Regions from separate parts of the Danio rerio genome. Here region 2 is linked to region 1. Evidence: chromatin contacts called from public Hi-C data. All regions are on one chromosome and are shown on one strand. Each heading gives the region's core, a stretch centred on a gene start, on an enhancer-like site or on the middle of the called end of the contact. The rest is flanking DNA. Distances are from core to core; before and after follow the strand shown. Region 1 holds the start of fh (fumarate hydratase). Region 2 has its middle 38 kb from the start of lzts2b.

Region 1 (7,182 bases), core at 2,924-5,423:
AAAATATCTGAATCTGAGTCAATGTCACACGAGTCCTGCACCGAAGCAGTGCAAGAGTAATATATTGATTGAAATATAAAGTTAATTATTTTCTTCGACATTCAAAATATTACATATCTCTGACTTTAACAATAAGAATAAAGTTCGTTTGGAGTGTATTGAGAATTATTATTTTTTCCTCCCAGGATTAATTTCGCACCAAGCTGCATCAAGCTGTAATGGTGGATGAGAAGGCACATAATATTATAAATATTGCTTGTAATATGTAATGAAATAAAGTTTTAACACTTTTTCATGCGAGAATGTAGTTCTTCAAAACTCAAATCTGTGGACTGTTAGTAAAGATTGTGTGTAATTTTAAGTGTGTTTTGCCGGTAGCGGAGATCTATGACCTCCAGGCGGTAACGGCGCTCTTTACTCATCTATCCACCGAGAGGCGCCTGTCTTCAGGCTAGACATTGGGACAATTGCCCCGTCTTCGATGGCTCTATATGCGTCCGAAAATGAAGTTTTAACTGTTTTTCATGCTAGAATGTAGTTGTTTAAAACTCTAATCTGTGGTTTATTTATATAGATAAAAAAATAATAATTTATATATATATATTTAATTCTGAGATTAGTGACCTCCAGGCGATGACAGGTGCCCAATACTCATGAAACCGTCTAAAGCAGACATTTACCCTGACATTGAAATAATTGTTGGCTGTTTAACAGTCTTTGGTTTCATTAATTAATTACTTTTTATTCCAGTTTATTATGTTTTGGCTAAGCACACAGTTATGTTCATTAAATATTATTTCCTATTCAATGTTAACTGTATAAAATTAAATAAAGGTGCAGTACAATCAAAAAGATGTTGGTAACCAAATCGTTTTGGGGGCTATAACATTCTGTTATTATCTGTTAAAAGTTCATTTGTATTAATTTCTATGTTGAGTTTAAAAAAGGTTTGAATTTCTATAACTAACGTGCAAAAGATATAGCCCTTTTCACAGTAATTTGCTGTAATCATGCTACCTGCCGTAATTTCACAATAAAATTATGAATACAACATATTACTGTGAATTTTTCAGTTAAATACTGTGAAGGGATACTAATGTAATTTACTGTGAAAAATTACAGTAACTTGTTGTGAAAACCTGGAAATTTTTTACAGTGTAGCTTTAGAGTTAAAACACTTTGTGAAATACTCTTAAAACTAAATTTAGGACAAGCACTCTCATTATTTTTGCTTTATTTTTGCATTATTTATGGATTTTAAAGAGTTAGGAACTAGTTTTAAAGCTTTAACACTTTGTGAAATACTATTAAAACTAAATTTAGGACTAACACTGAACTCATTTTGGCAGTATTTATGGCTTTCGCAGAGTTATGGGCTCGTTTTAACACTTAAACACTTTGTGAAATACTCTTGAAACCAAACTTAGGCCCATTATTTTTGAGATTTTCTCTTAAGTCCCCAAGTGAGGAGCTACTTTTAGCCTTAATGTGTTTTGTGATTTCGGGCCCATTCCAGAGCTCAATTGGTTTCCCTTCTGTCCTTTCGTCATTTATTGGTTTGATAAGGAAAGACCGAGCTCGATGCTATTGATCACTGTTAGTTTCAATTAGCGGGTGATTAGAGGAGAACTGCTGACTTACAGTGATCACGAGACCAATAGGAAACTGATAATCATAGTGAATCACTGACACACACACACACTCACACACACACACAATATGATAATCTCAGAAGGCATACTTAATTCCTTGAGCTACTTAAATATGATTATTTTTGTACACAAACGTCATTCTGTCTTGTTATAATAGCCTATTTGTACATCCAGTCATCTTCCTTTCTAAATATTGACGGAATTAATTAATAACTCTTCATTAAAACAATATTTGTGCTTATGTTAACTTAATATGATATGCAACAGCAATATGTTTGCCACACACGAGAGATGTTAGACATGACTTTATTAAAAACACGCCACAACGCGAGATCAGAACGTGGCAATTAAGATAATAAGCAATTAAAATTGGCATCTATTCAACATTCAGGTAAATGCATGATTAAAACAATCCACATGATTGATAATAATGAGAAGTATAGTATATATAATTTCGAAAGCACATCTGAGTGAATATTCTAATCTAAAATCAAGCGACTCAATGTTTTGATTGTGACTTATTTTTATCTGTATGTTGTCGCCATCTGGCGGATGTGGCCATTAATATCATAATACAACAGAAAAGACGCTTTCTACCTATAATGTATATAATTACTTTATGATCATTTATTCATTTTCTTGTCGGTTTAGTCCCTTTATTAATTTGGGGTCGCCACAGCGGAATGAACCACCAACTTATCCAACAAGTTTTTACACAGCGGATGCCCTTCCAGCTCTGGAATACTTTATTAATTAATTTTTATAATTATTTAGAATTAGTATTAGATTTATATAATTATATGATATGTTTTATAGTAAGTGATGGTTGACAAACTACTTTATCATAAATATTAATGTTTAAAGATTTATTTAAACAAAATTCAGAATAGATTACAGACCTGCCAAGGGTTTAAACAATGACATACACAATGAATTAAATACAAATAAATAAATTTAATAGCCCAACTGGGCCATTTTACACCCCCAGTCTCCCAAAACACAATAAAAATATGCATATTTGTTCACCGATCATTTGTCGATCATTATTTTAGGCATAATATAATATATAGCATGCACATAATTATTATTAATATAATTATTATCATTATTTGTTAATAATAGTAACAACAACAACTGCCCATAATATTAATTGTCAATAATAATAATCATTCATTCATTTATTAATTTTCTTTTCGGCCCTTTATTAATCTGGGGTCCCCACAGCGGAATGAACCACCAACTTATACAGCATCCAGGGAGAACATGCAAACTCCAAACAGAAACGCCAACTGACCCAGCCGAGGCTCATAACAACAAAAACAACAACAACAAAATAATAATAATAATAATAATAATAATAATAATAAAAATAATAGTAGTGGGTAGCACAATCGCCTCACTGCAAGAAGGTCGCTGGTTCGAGCCTCGGCTGTTGGTGTTTCTGTGTGGAGTTTGCATGTTCTCCCCGTGTTGTTGTGGGTTTCCTCCGGGTACTCCGGTTTCCCTCACAGGCCAAACACATGCGCTATAGGGGAACTGATCAACTAAATTGTCTGTAGTGTATGAGTGTAAATGAGTCTGTATGGGTGTTTCCCAGTGATGGCTGGAAGGGCATTCGCTGCGCAAAACATATACTGGATAAGTTGGCGGTTCATTCCGCTGTGGCGACCCCAGATTTATAAAGGGACTAAGCTTGAAAAAAAAAATGAATGAATAATAATAATAATTTAACGTGGAAATCTGGCACGGAAATCTCGCTTCCGAACATTGCAGCGCATTGATTACAGACGGCTGTGATTGGTCCATCCCGAAGAGCGATGAGAAAAACAACGAGGTTTATCACTTACATAACTAAAGTCCTGAATTAAAAAAAAACATGATGCCTGATTTATTAAAAACAAAATATGTGCAGCTAAATTCCTCATTTGGTTTTATATAAACAGCTTGTTTTATGGTACTAAATACATACTCTAATTATTAGTTTTTTTAATAATAATGCGTTTGTTTATATATCCTAATGACATTTTTATTTTATATATTGTTAATTAATTCTAACATTTCTATGTTTTTCTTCAGATATTTCAGTTGAAAAAACTAATTCGGTTTTTTTTATTGCCAAACGTATACAATAACAGGAAAACGAAACAAGCATATCTCTTTAAGTGTAAAGAAATAATATAGAGGGAAAAGAAACAACAACAAATGATAAACTCCAAGCTTTACACGTCTATATCAGTTTGATATCTCATAAACGCGAATGTTGTCACTGTTTTGGTGCGCACAAGACATCCTAAAAACTAACTGATACTAACATCTAAACACTTTAATTTCATTTAATTTCATGAGACTTTCAAAAAACTTCTATTTCAGGCTGTTGAACCATAGATTTAGTAGGACTACATATGCACTATATTTTGTTGAAGGCTGACTGCATGGGTGTCTCCACTAATTGTGTCCCCGTGACAGCAGCAGAAGAGCGTGTAGTGTTTCAGTAATAAGCGTCCGCCCCCCGATTCTCGCCTCTGGTTGGAGAGCAGTAGTTCCGCCCCCGGTCGCCATGTACCGCTCCGCTCGCTCCCTGCATCGCTTCAGCGCGAGTTTGTCAGATCTGCGGGCCGCTCAGAGATCCATCAAAGCTCGCAACGTCTGTCCAGCACCCGGGCTCCGGCACCAGACCGTCAGAATGGTAAATCACGCAGTGTGAGTGCTGTTTGAGGCGCGAATGAGGAGGACAAACGGACAGCAGATGACCTTCATATCAACGCGCGTACTGATATCAGACTCTCAAACCCAAAACATGTGGATTTACTACAGTATAAACGCGATTTTATCCGTCTAAATTAATCATCTACGCTTTAAATATAGCATTCACGCGTGTTTGTACGTAGAAAGACGGCAATAGTTGATTTGTTTTTCTCTGAGGGGTGAAAACTTTGATTTGTAACTCGAGTTTCTCATGTGTATTGATTTAAATGGTCATAATTCTGAGTTCATAATGTGATTTACTGGTTGTTGTTGTTGTTTCAGGCCAGTTCAGAGGCATTTCGGATTGAGAGGGACACATTTGGAGAGCTTAAAGTCCCCTCTGATAAATACTATGGAGCTCAGACTGTCAGATCCACCATGAACTTCAGGATCGGAGGAGTCACGGAGAGGATGCCGGTGATTTATCACTAATATTAGAGGAATATTTCACATTGGGGTGCAGTTGGTTTCATATTCGCACATTTAAACATTATCCTTATTCATGTAATTGCAGAAAAGCACTCTTTGCTTCTAATAAGGAAATCATTGGAGCCAATGACTATCAAAGTAGAGTACAACATTGTTTACAGTTAATCAAATAGTGCTAATGTTGTTTTGAAGTCATGCCATTTCAGCCTGAATATTAAAAATAACGTGGTAAACAATATAGGGAGGATGTCACGAGTTGTCTGAACGAATGTGCGAATATAAAAACCAACTTTACCTCAATTTAGTTCACTTCCAGAATGAACATTTCCTCATTATTTATACACTGAGGTGAAGTTGGTTTTATATTCACACATTCTGACTTGATATAATTTCAGAAACGTGTTCTTTGCGAGTTGTATATAGGGAAGTCATATTAGCAGCCAACGACTATCAAAGTACAACACTGTTCATAGTCAAGTAGTACTAATGTTGTTTTGAAGTCATACTTGCATGTGATTTCAGACTGAATAATCAAAGTAGCGTGGTAAACAATATAGAGGAGCGTTTCATAAGTTGTCTGAACAAATTTGAGAATATAAAAACCAACTTTACCAGATTGAACATTTCCTCATTATTTAAATTGAGGTAAAGTTGGTTTTGTATTTGCACATTTGGACTTTCACCTCCTTTATATCATTTCAGAAAATGATTCTTTGCAAATTCTAAGTGGGGAAATCATATTAGCAGCTAATAACTATCAACACTGTTCACAGTTAATTCAATAGTGCTAATGTTGTTTTGAAGTCATGCCATTTCAGACTGAATATTCAAAGTCGCGTGGTAAACAATATAGGGAGCATGTCACGAGTTGAACGAATGTGCGAATATAAAAACCAACTTTACCTCAATTTAGCTCACTTCCAGAATGAAAGTTTCCTCATTATTTATATTGAGGTTGGTTTTATGTTTGCACATTTAGATTTTCACCTTCATAATATCACTTTAGAAAAGTGTTCTTGGCAAATTCCAAATAGAGAAATAATATGAGCAGCCAATGACTTAAGTACAACATTGTTCACAGTCAGTTAAATAGTGCTAATGTTGTTTTGAAGTCATTCTTGGATGCAATATTAGATTAAATATTCAAAGTGGCAAATAGTCACTATTCAAAAATGAATGCATATGCAAATATGAAACCAACTTTACCCTTATTTACTCGCCCTTCTCTTCTTGATTTATTCTTCCAAGATATTTACTTCTATTTTTAGAAGATATTTACTAATATTTATCTTTGGTTCAGAGGAAATGTATTTTTTCTTTTATCTCTGCAGATTCAGGTGATCAGAGCTTTCGGTATCCTGAAGAAAGCTGCTGCAGAAGTCAATAAAGATTACGGTTTGGACCCAAAGATCGCAGACGCCATCATGAAAGCTGCTGATGAGGTGATTAATCCATAATGCTGGATTTCTGATAATCTGGCAACCTGTATTGTTATTAAAAACAACCTGATGTTCTCCAGCTACTCGAGCTAGTAATAACTTTTTTATTTATTTTGTCAAAAAACAATACACAGTTAGTGGAGAAAATAGCCTTTGTTATGGTATTAGATGTTGCTAATTTTCATTATAAGATGCATAAAATAATTTTTAATAAATACATTAAAATATAACATTTTAATAAAGTAAAAATTATATTGTATAATAATATTTATCTATATTTATATGTATTTCATTTCTATCTAAATATAAATAAACATTCTCAAATATACATATGCGTGTGTGTGTGTGTATATATTTATATATATATATATATATATATATATATATATATATATATATATATATATATATATATATATTTTTTTTTTTATATTTATATATATATATATACATACAACACACACACACCCACATTATGTCAATACAATACAATCATTTTGGATGCAATTAATTTGTGTGTTTTTGTTTTCCTCCAGGTGGAGTCTGGGAAGCTGGATGATCATTTCCCGCTGGTTGTTTGGCAAACAGGATCCGGAACTCAGACTAACATGAACGTCAATGAGGTGATCAGTAACAGAGCCATCGAGATGCTGGGAGGAAAACTGGGCAGCAAAGACCCCGTTCATCCCAATGACCACGTCAACAAGAGCCAGGTTACAAACACACACACACACACACACACACACACACACACACACACACACACACACACACACATACAAATTGACATGCACACAAATATACATACTCAAAAAAACACACATACAACCACATCAACATACACACACACACAATTATAAACATTTAAACACACAAATACAACAAGATACACAATACACACACACAAAACCACATAC
Region 2 (7,182 bases), core at 3,310-5,809, 62 kb before region 1:
TGGAGGCTTTCAGCGATGCTTCCGACTGAGCAGATCCGAGTTTGATGAGCTGTTGTCTGGTGTCAGCAGGAGGATTTCACCTCGGGACACCAACAATAGGCACATCATCATAATCACGCCCATACTAGAGCAAGCTCCTGATTGGTTAATGCGGTGCGAACGTCTGCTAAAGTTGGGATTTTCCAACTCAAACGATTAGCATGAAATGAAAATGAGAGTTTGTCAAATGTGCAAAACGCTCAACTTGCGCTGCTTCATTCACACGAATCGTGCCGCAGGATGTCTATTTGCGTCTTTGGATTGACATGTAAATCACTTAAGCTTGATGCTTCATCCATGTCTGCTGTGAACGCAGCATAACGCCCTATTCACACGGGGCGTCAGCGTCAACGCTTCCCATTCACTTTGAATGGGTGACGTCAGGCGTTGCCGAACTGCATTGTGGATCCGTCGGCGCCGCTTCAGAAGCGTTCCTCGCTGCAGAAGTTGGGACCAGCTCAACTTTTCAAGCGCCGACGGAAGCGTCAGCCAATCAGATCGCTGTATGCAAATACACCAGCTCAGACAGTGGCCTATTGCTGACTGAATTTCATTGGCTGACGCTTCTATGACGATCGTTTCAGCTCCAACTTCAGACACGCCCTCTGTCAAGCGTTGACGCTGAAGCCCCGTGTGAATAGGGCGTAACGGCGGCTGCTTCTCACTCAGGGCTGCTGTTTATGCTAATGAGGGGGAGATGGTCACTAGTGGGCGGGGCTTTCCCCCTCTCATGACGCGTGCAAAGGGAGAATGTCAAGCAAAGTGTTTTCATCAAGTCTGATCATAAAATGTTGAATTAATTAATGTTTACCTTTAGAAGCTGGAGATAATCACACGCTGAAAGAGATTTCTGCATAATAGGTCCCCTTTAAAGCAAATGCCATGTATTAAATATATTCATATTGTCTGTGAGTGTTTCTGAGCTGTTTACATGACGTGTGTTTCTGGATCTTCTTATATATGCTGCGTTTGAGTCTCAGGATCAACACTGGGAATATATTATGCACCAACTGAAGCTTGAAGAATATCGCAAATCTCTATAAAAATAAGTATGCATTTTTCCCCCCCTCAATATTTCCTCTATATATCTGAAATACTATTTGCATATTATTAATGAAATGCAAAGCTCTGCATATTTCAGAGAGTCTGTATTCTTGCCTGTTTGTGTCCCCGCCTGCGTGTTTATATCAGAAACAGATTTTATTGCGGAAACTATTTTGTATTGCGTCTGTTTTCCTGAAATCAAAGCACCGCACACTTTTGTGTCAGATGTCCTCAGGTCTTTTCCCGTGTTTTGACTATGTAAGATGCTTTATAAAAGATTATGCGTTGTCTAAATCTTGAAGTGTCAGCTTGAAGTTTTGTTATAAAATAATGTTCATTGTATTTGATTTAATTCAGTTCAATTCACCTTAATTTGTATAGCGCTTTTACAATGTAGATTGTGTCAATGCAGCTTCACATAGTAGTGAATTGAAACAGGGTCAGTTCAGTTTTCAGTGTTTAAGTTCAGTTCAGTTTAGCTCAGTTCAGTGTGGTTTAATTTTCACTGCTGAAAGTCCAAACACTGAAGAGCAAATCCATCGATGCGCAGCTCTACAAGTCCCTAACTATGCAAGGTAGTGGCGACAGCGGTGAGGAAAAAAACTTCACCAATTGGCAAAAGTGAAGGATTAAAAAACCTTGAGAGAAACCAGGCTCAGTTGGGCACGACCATTTCTCCTATTGCCAAACGTCTTGTGCATGTCACGAAATACAGGGAGACCCAATTGCAAGTAAAAGATATTTATTTGACTCAGACAGAATAACAGAAGGATGAACGCAGGCAGATGAATTGTGAGTCAAACGAGCAGCAGGAAATGTAATAATCGAACAGGGAGCACTGTAGAACAAGATCAGAGAGCCGTCAACAGATAAGGTACAAGAGTCCAAACACAGAGCTCTCCCCGACCAGAACTCAGCGACCGGAACCTGACAGGACACAGACAAACAGACGTGAAGATAACGAACTGACACTGTGAGACAGAAACGCTGAACATATATAGGCGCGGTAATGTGCTGCACCTGTGGTCCGCTGATTACAGCTGAGCGGTGCTGCGCACGGCAAGGCTGGTGACAGCGTACACGTGACCACCCAGCTGATAATGTAAACACAACTGACAGCAACGCGACTCTAACACAGACACAGAGACACCCAAACACACACTCATATACGCATATACGCATAACGCATAAAGCACCACACCGCACACACACACACAACACACATACAAACACACATACACACACACACTTACATACACACACGCAGACACATCATAGAAGAACAGACAGATCCACAATCGTGACAGTGCAGAGCTGCAGTCTAGGTGCCGGAGGCTGGACAATGCTGGACGTCTGTCCCTGGAGTCTCACAGGGATCAGTAACATGCGCAGCTGCTCAGGATACGGCCTGGTCCAGGATTATGGACACCTTGGGATCATCTCGTCACTGGTCTTGAATTGAATCAGTGCCACTGCATAGTCTGAGGGTGCTTTCACACCTACACTTTTGTTTGGGAACCTGTCTCGTTTGCCCAGTTAGCACGGTTCGTTTGGCATATGTGAATCCACCAATCGCTCTCGGATCCGCGCCAAATCAATCCCTTCAAGATCGCTTGAATGAGGTGGTCTCGGCTCGATTGAAACGAACTCTGGAGCGGATCGATTGCAGTGAGAAAGTGATACGATCCGAGCGCGATTATATCACAGTTGTTTATGGATATGTAATAGGCATACGGCTATATGAAGAGAGAATTATGAGTTGGGCGGGAAGTTTCGTGAGTCTCCGGATGCCGTGATAATCTCCAGTCTTCCGGTCCTCAAATAGGCTACGTCACGCACCCTTCTCACCCCTCCCCACCGCATCTCTCCTCGCTCTTCAGACACGTCGCCCGCACCTTGTCAAACACCACCAAACCATCACCTCTCCTGACAGCTGAGCGGGACGCTGCAAAATAAACCCTGACACTCTGACCAATGTAAGGAGAGTTTACTTACACGTGACTTGTTTTAGCTCTTTTGGTCCAATTAGAAACTTTGCAATGTGAAAGCGAACCGCTCCAAGAGCAAAGAGCAACAATGTAACAATTTTAATCCCTGTTTCGGAACAACTGAATCGATTCACAGGTGTGAAAGCAGCCTGAGGGCCTCAGGATGAGTATCCCCAGGTGGAAATAGAGAATAATGAGAATAATTAGCGTAGCTAATGAACGAGATGTGTGGAGCACATGTGATGCATTGTGTGTATGCTTTACTAAAAAGATAGGTATTAATCTAGTTTAGAAATCTACACCCTCCTTATATATAGATGTATATACACATTTACATACACGTATATACACATTCAAATACCATAGGTAAAAATTTTTTTTTTTTAAATACATATATATATATATATATATATATATATATATATATATATATATATATATATATATATATATATATATATATATATATATGTCTGACAAAACAATAATACAATAAACAATAAAATAAATAAATAAACATGTTTACAAACACAATTTACCTAATATTCATATATGGTTCCCAAAGATAATAATTTCCCAAATGATATAAGTTAGTCGGTGATCCCTGACTTAAACCATTGTAAAGCCTGTCCCTGTAGAATATAAGCTGTCTATGAGGATACTGTTGTCAATGGTGTCAAATGCAGAACTAAGATCCAGTAGTACTAATAACGACGCTTTAACAACTTAGTTGCACCCTCGGTCAGCAACTAAGAGTAAATCGTTTGGTATTTTCACTAATGTGGTATCTGTACTGTGATGATTTCATTGTGTTGGGCTGCATTAAAGTATGCAGATAACCTTGTTATTAATATTTACTTTTCTGTATAATTACATATTTCCAGCTGGAACGGAATATAGAGTAGAGGCGAGGTTTTATTTTTGCGCTCCTCTCATCTCTCAACTCAGAAAAGGAAATGATGGAGGGGCGTGGCTACATATGTTTTGCCCAATCAGTCAAACTCATGACATCAGAGCAGGACTGCCATTTCAAAAGGTGAGATTTAGATTAAGATTATAAAATCAAACACGTTTTTCCAGTGAATGAACTTAAATTAATTGTTCTCCCTAACAATTTTTTGTGTGCTAGCAAAATAAACATGATAAAATTCAATTTAATGCAGACTAAAACACTTAATTTTATATTGACACTATTTTAAATTAATTTAAATATATTAACATGGCTTCTTTTAAACTTACACACCTAAAATATATTGAAACTGAAAATATAGCCGCTGTATATGGATGTTTGGAGGGAGAGTTTAATTTTTTATAATTTACCAAATAAATTATGATGATTATTGATTTTATTTTCAATTTAAAATAATTACAATTATATTATTAATCACGAAAAGAAAAAGCTACATTATTTTCAATCTTATGTTGTTTAACTTATCATGTACTGCCTATTGATGTGCAGCGCTCGCTTTCACCGCTTGGTGTCGCCAGAGTCAATGCAAAACTCAACAGTTCCCAAACTCAAAAGTTTCCACTCGTTCAGAAATAATTACAGGCAGATCATAAGACATCGCACTATTAAAAGTGTATGAGATGCCCTATAGTCCATTATTCCTGTGAAATGTCGTGTAAAGATTGTGGCTCAGGCCTCGGTTGTGTTAAAGACAATGGCGCTGAATGTCTGGATGATTGTTTTGTTGTGTGTTGTGCTGTGGTTTCCCGATCATCTGATGCTCTCTCTTCATCAGACTCTGCTGAACAATAGTGTTTCCTCACGGCGGGTCAGAAAGTCGCACATCTGTAACGGATATGAGTGTGAAGAGCAGGAACAGCAGCAGGAGTGTGCGTTTCTGCTGACCATCAACTCTGAGGACAATTGGCACACACACACACTTATACACTGACCGATACACACTTTGACGTTAGGCCTATTTTTGATTAAAAACACACACACACACACACACACACACACACAAATATATATATATATATATATATATATATATATATATATATATATATATATATATATATATATATATATATATATATATATATATATATATATATATATGTGTGTGTGTGTGTGTGTGTGTGTGTATGTATGTGTGCGTGTGTGTGTGTGTGTGTGTGTATCCAACACACACAAACATTAAAAACACATTTAGAACACACATCAAAACAAAACATACACACATTCACAACAAACAAACACCATATACGGTACAAAACACTTTCCATGCACACAAGGCACAACTCACACACAAATACACACACTCGACACACACAGAGGAAACAACTCATAATACATATACACACACACATCTATCTATCTATCTATCTATCTATCTATCTATCTATCTATCTATCTATCTATCTATCTATCTATCTATCTATCTATCTATCTATCTATCTATCTATCTATCTATCTATCTATCTATCTATCTATCCATTTATCTATCTATCTATCTGTCTATCTATCTATCTATCTATCTATCTATCTATCTATCTATCTATCTATCTATCGATCTATCGATCTATCCGTCTGTCTGTCTATCCATCCATCCATCCATCCATTTATCTATCTATCTATCTATCTATCTATCTATCTGATACAAAGACAGTATATGTATCTGTGTCACACACACACACACACACACACACACACACACACACACACACAAAACATAATAAACCACATATAATAACACACAAGACACAACTCGCACAGAAATACACACACAAACATAAACACATGTACAACACATACAAACACAACACGTATAACAAAGCCATAAACACATACACATAACACACAACTCATATTAAATATACACACACTCAACTACCACACACACACACACACACATATATATATATGAGCAATATCACACGAGTAGCAGTGCGATATGGCTGTATATCGGCACTGGTAGGAGGCGTGCGATGGCATGAGGCCGCTGGCCATATGCAATGATATTATACTCTATTAATTGACTATAGTGACCACAGGATATGGCAGTGTTGTTCTGACACGTGTTGTCTAAAGTCGAGTGAGTCGTGCTCGTGTCATTCTCTCCACGTCCTGCCCGACTTTTACTGCTTCCTGTGTCTGAGCATTAATGTCAGTCTCAGACCACAGTGTCCTGTCCTGCTGGCCAGTGCTATAAGCTTTAAACCATTCTTAGTAATTACATGTGACATTCAATCAATCAAACTTATTCCAGGGTCCAAATCTAGACAACAACCTAACAACAAACAATCTATGACATTTATCACAGACAAAAATAAAGCAATACCGTCTGCACAGTTCTGACTGATGACATCTAATCATATTATATAGTTATAGCAACCCATATTCAATTCAATTCTTGCTTATTTATCTGGCGATCTACAATGTAGATTGTGTCAAAGCAGCTTCACATAGTTCTAGTAAAGTAGTTCAGGTTAGTTCAGTTCAGTCACTGCTGAAAGTCCAAACACAAGAGCAAATCCATCCATGCGCAGCTCCACAAGTCCTAACCCAAGCAAGCCAGTGGTGACAGTGGAGGAACACCAATCTTCACCATATGACCAAAGTGAAGGAAAAAAAACCTGGAGAGAAATCAGGCTCAGCTAGGCACGACTATTATTCTTCTGGCCAAACGTCTTGTGCGGAGCTGGCGCTGGGAACTGGAGAAGCTGGAAGTCCTTCATGGAGAACTGCAGGTGTGTGTAGGCCACCGGCGGGTGTTCAGGCTGACCCACAGTATCAATGCGGGGGCTTGTTTGTCCCTGTGGTCTTTCAGGAATCAGTCTCATGCTCTCCATTGCTCCATGATGACCACAACATCAGCTCGGGATACGGCCTGGTCCAGGATTATGGATACATTAGCATCATCTCTTCACAAGTCTTGGATCGCAGGATTGGGGAAGGGATAGACGTTAATTAAATAGATACAATGGGTAATTTAATAAATAATATGACTAATACTCTGTATAATTACTGTGAGAGTTGGGTTTAGGGTTGCAGTAGGGGTAGCCTTTAATTAAAGACAAATAATGGGTCATTTAATGATAATATAAATGATACACTGCATAATTACTGTTTTTTACATTACTGTAAAGGTTGGGTTTT

The links. A called contact is a pair of places that touch in the nucleus more often than the background predicts.
Region 2: a Hi-C map of an unstated tissue shows a contact between it and region 1, with 8 times the contacts expected there. The contact joins the enhancer-like site here to the promoter of fh in region 1. A contact is called at or near these places in 3 of 18 Hi-C or Micro-C datasets (caudal fin, hematopoietic stem cells and an unstated tissue).

The regions. Positions count from the first base shown.
Region 1 is chr12:49,843,117-49,850,298 of GRCz12tu, reverse strand. It overlaps fh (fumarate hydratase), which reads left to right and starts at 4,173. Exons shown (of 10, transcript NM_200963.1): 1 at 4,173-4,338; 2 at 4,680-4,814; 3 at 6,158-6,268; 4 at 6,802-6,978. The coding sequence starts at 4,210.
Region 2 is chr12:49,905,093-49,912,274 of GRCz12tu, reverse strand. No RefSeq gene overlaps it. Among named protein-coding and RNA genes, the nearest start is that of lzts2b, 38 kb to the left of the region's middle. Within about 2 kb of position 4,559, at least 21 of the 62 cell types and tissues checked have an H3K27ac peak or open chromatin away from gene starts, as enhancers often do.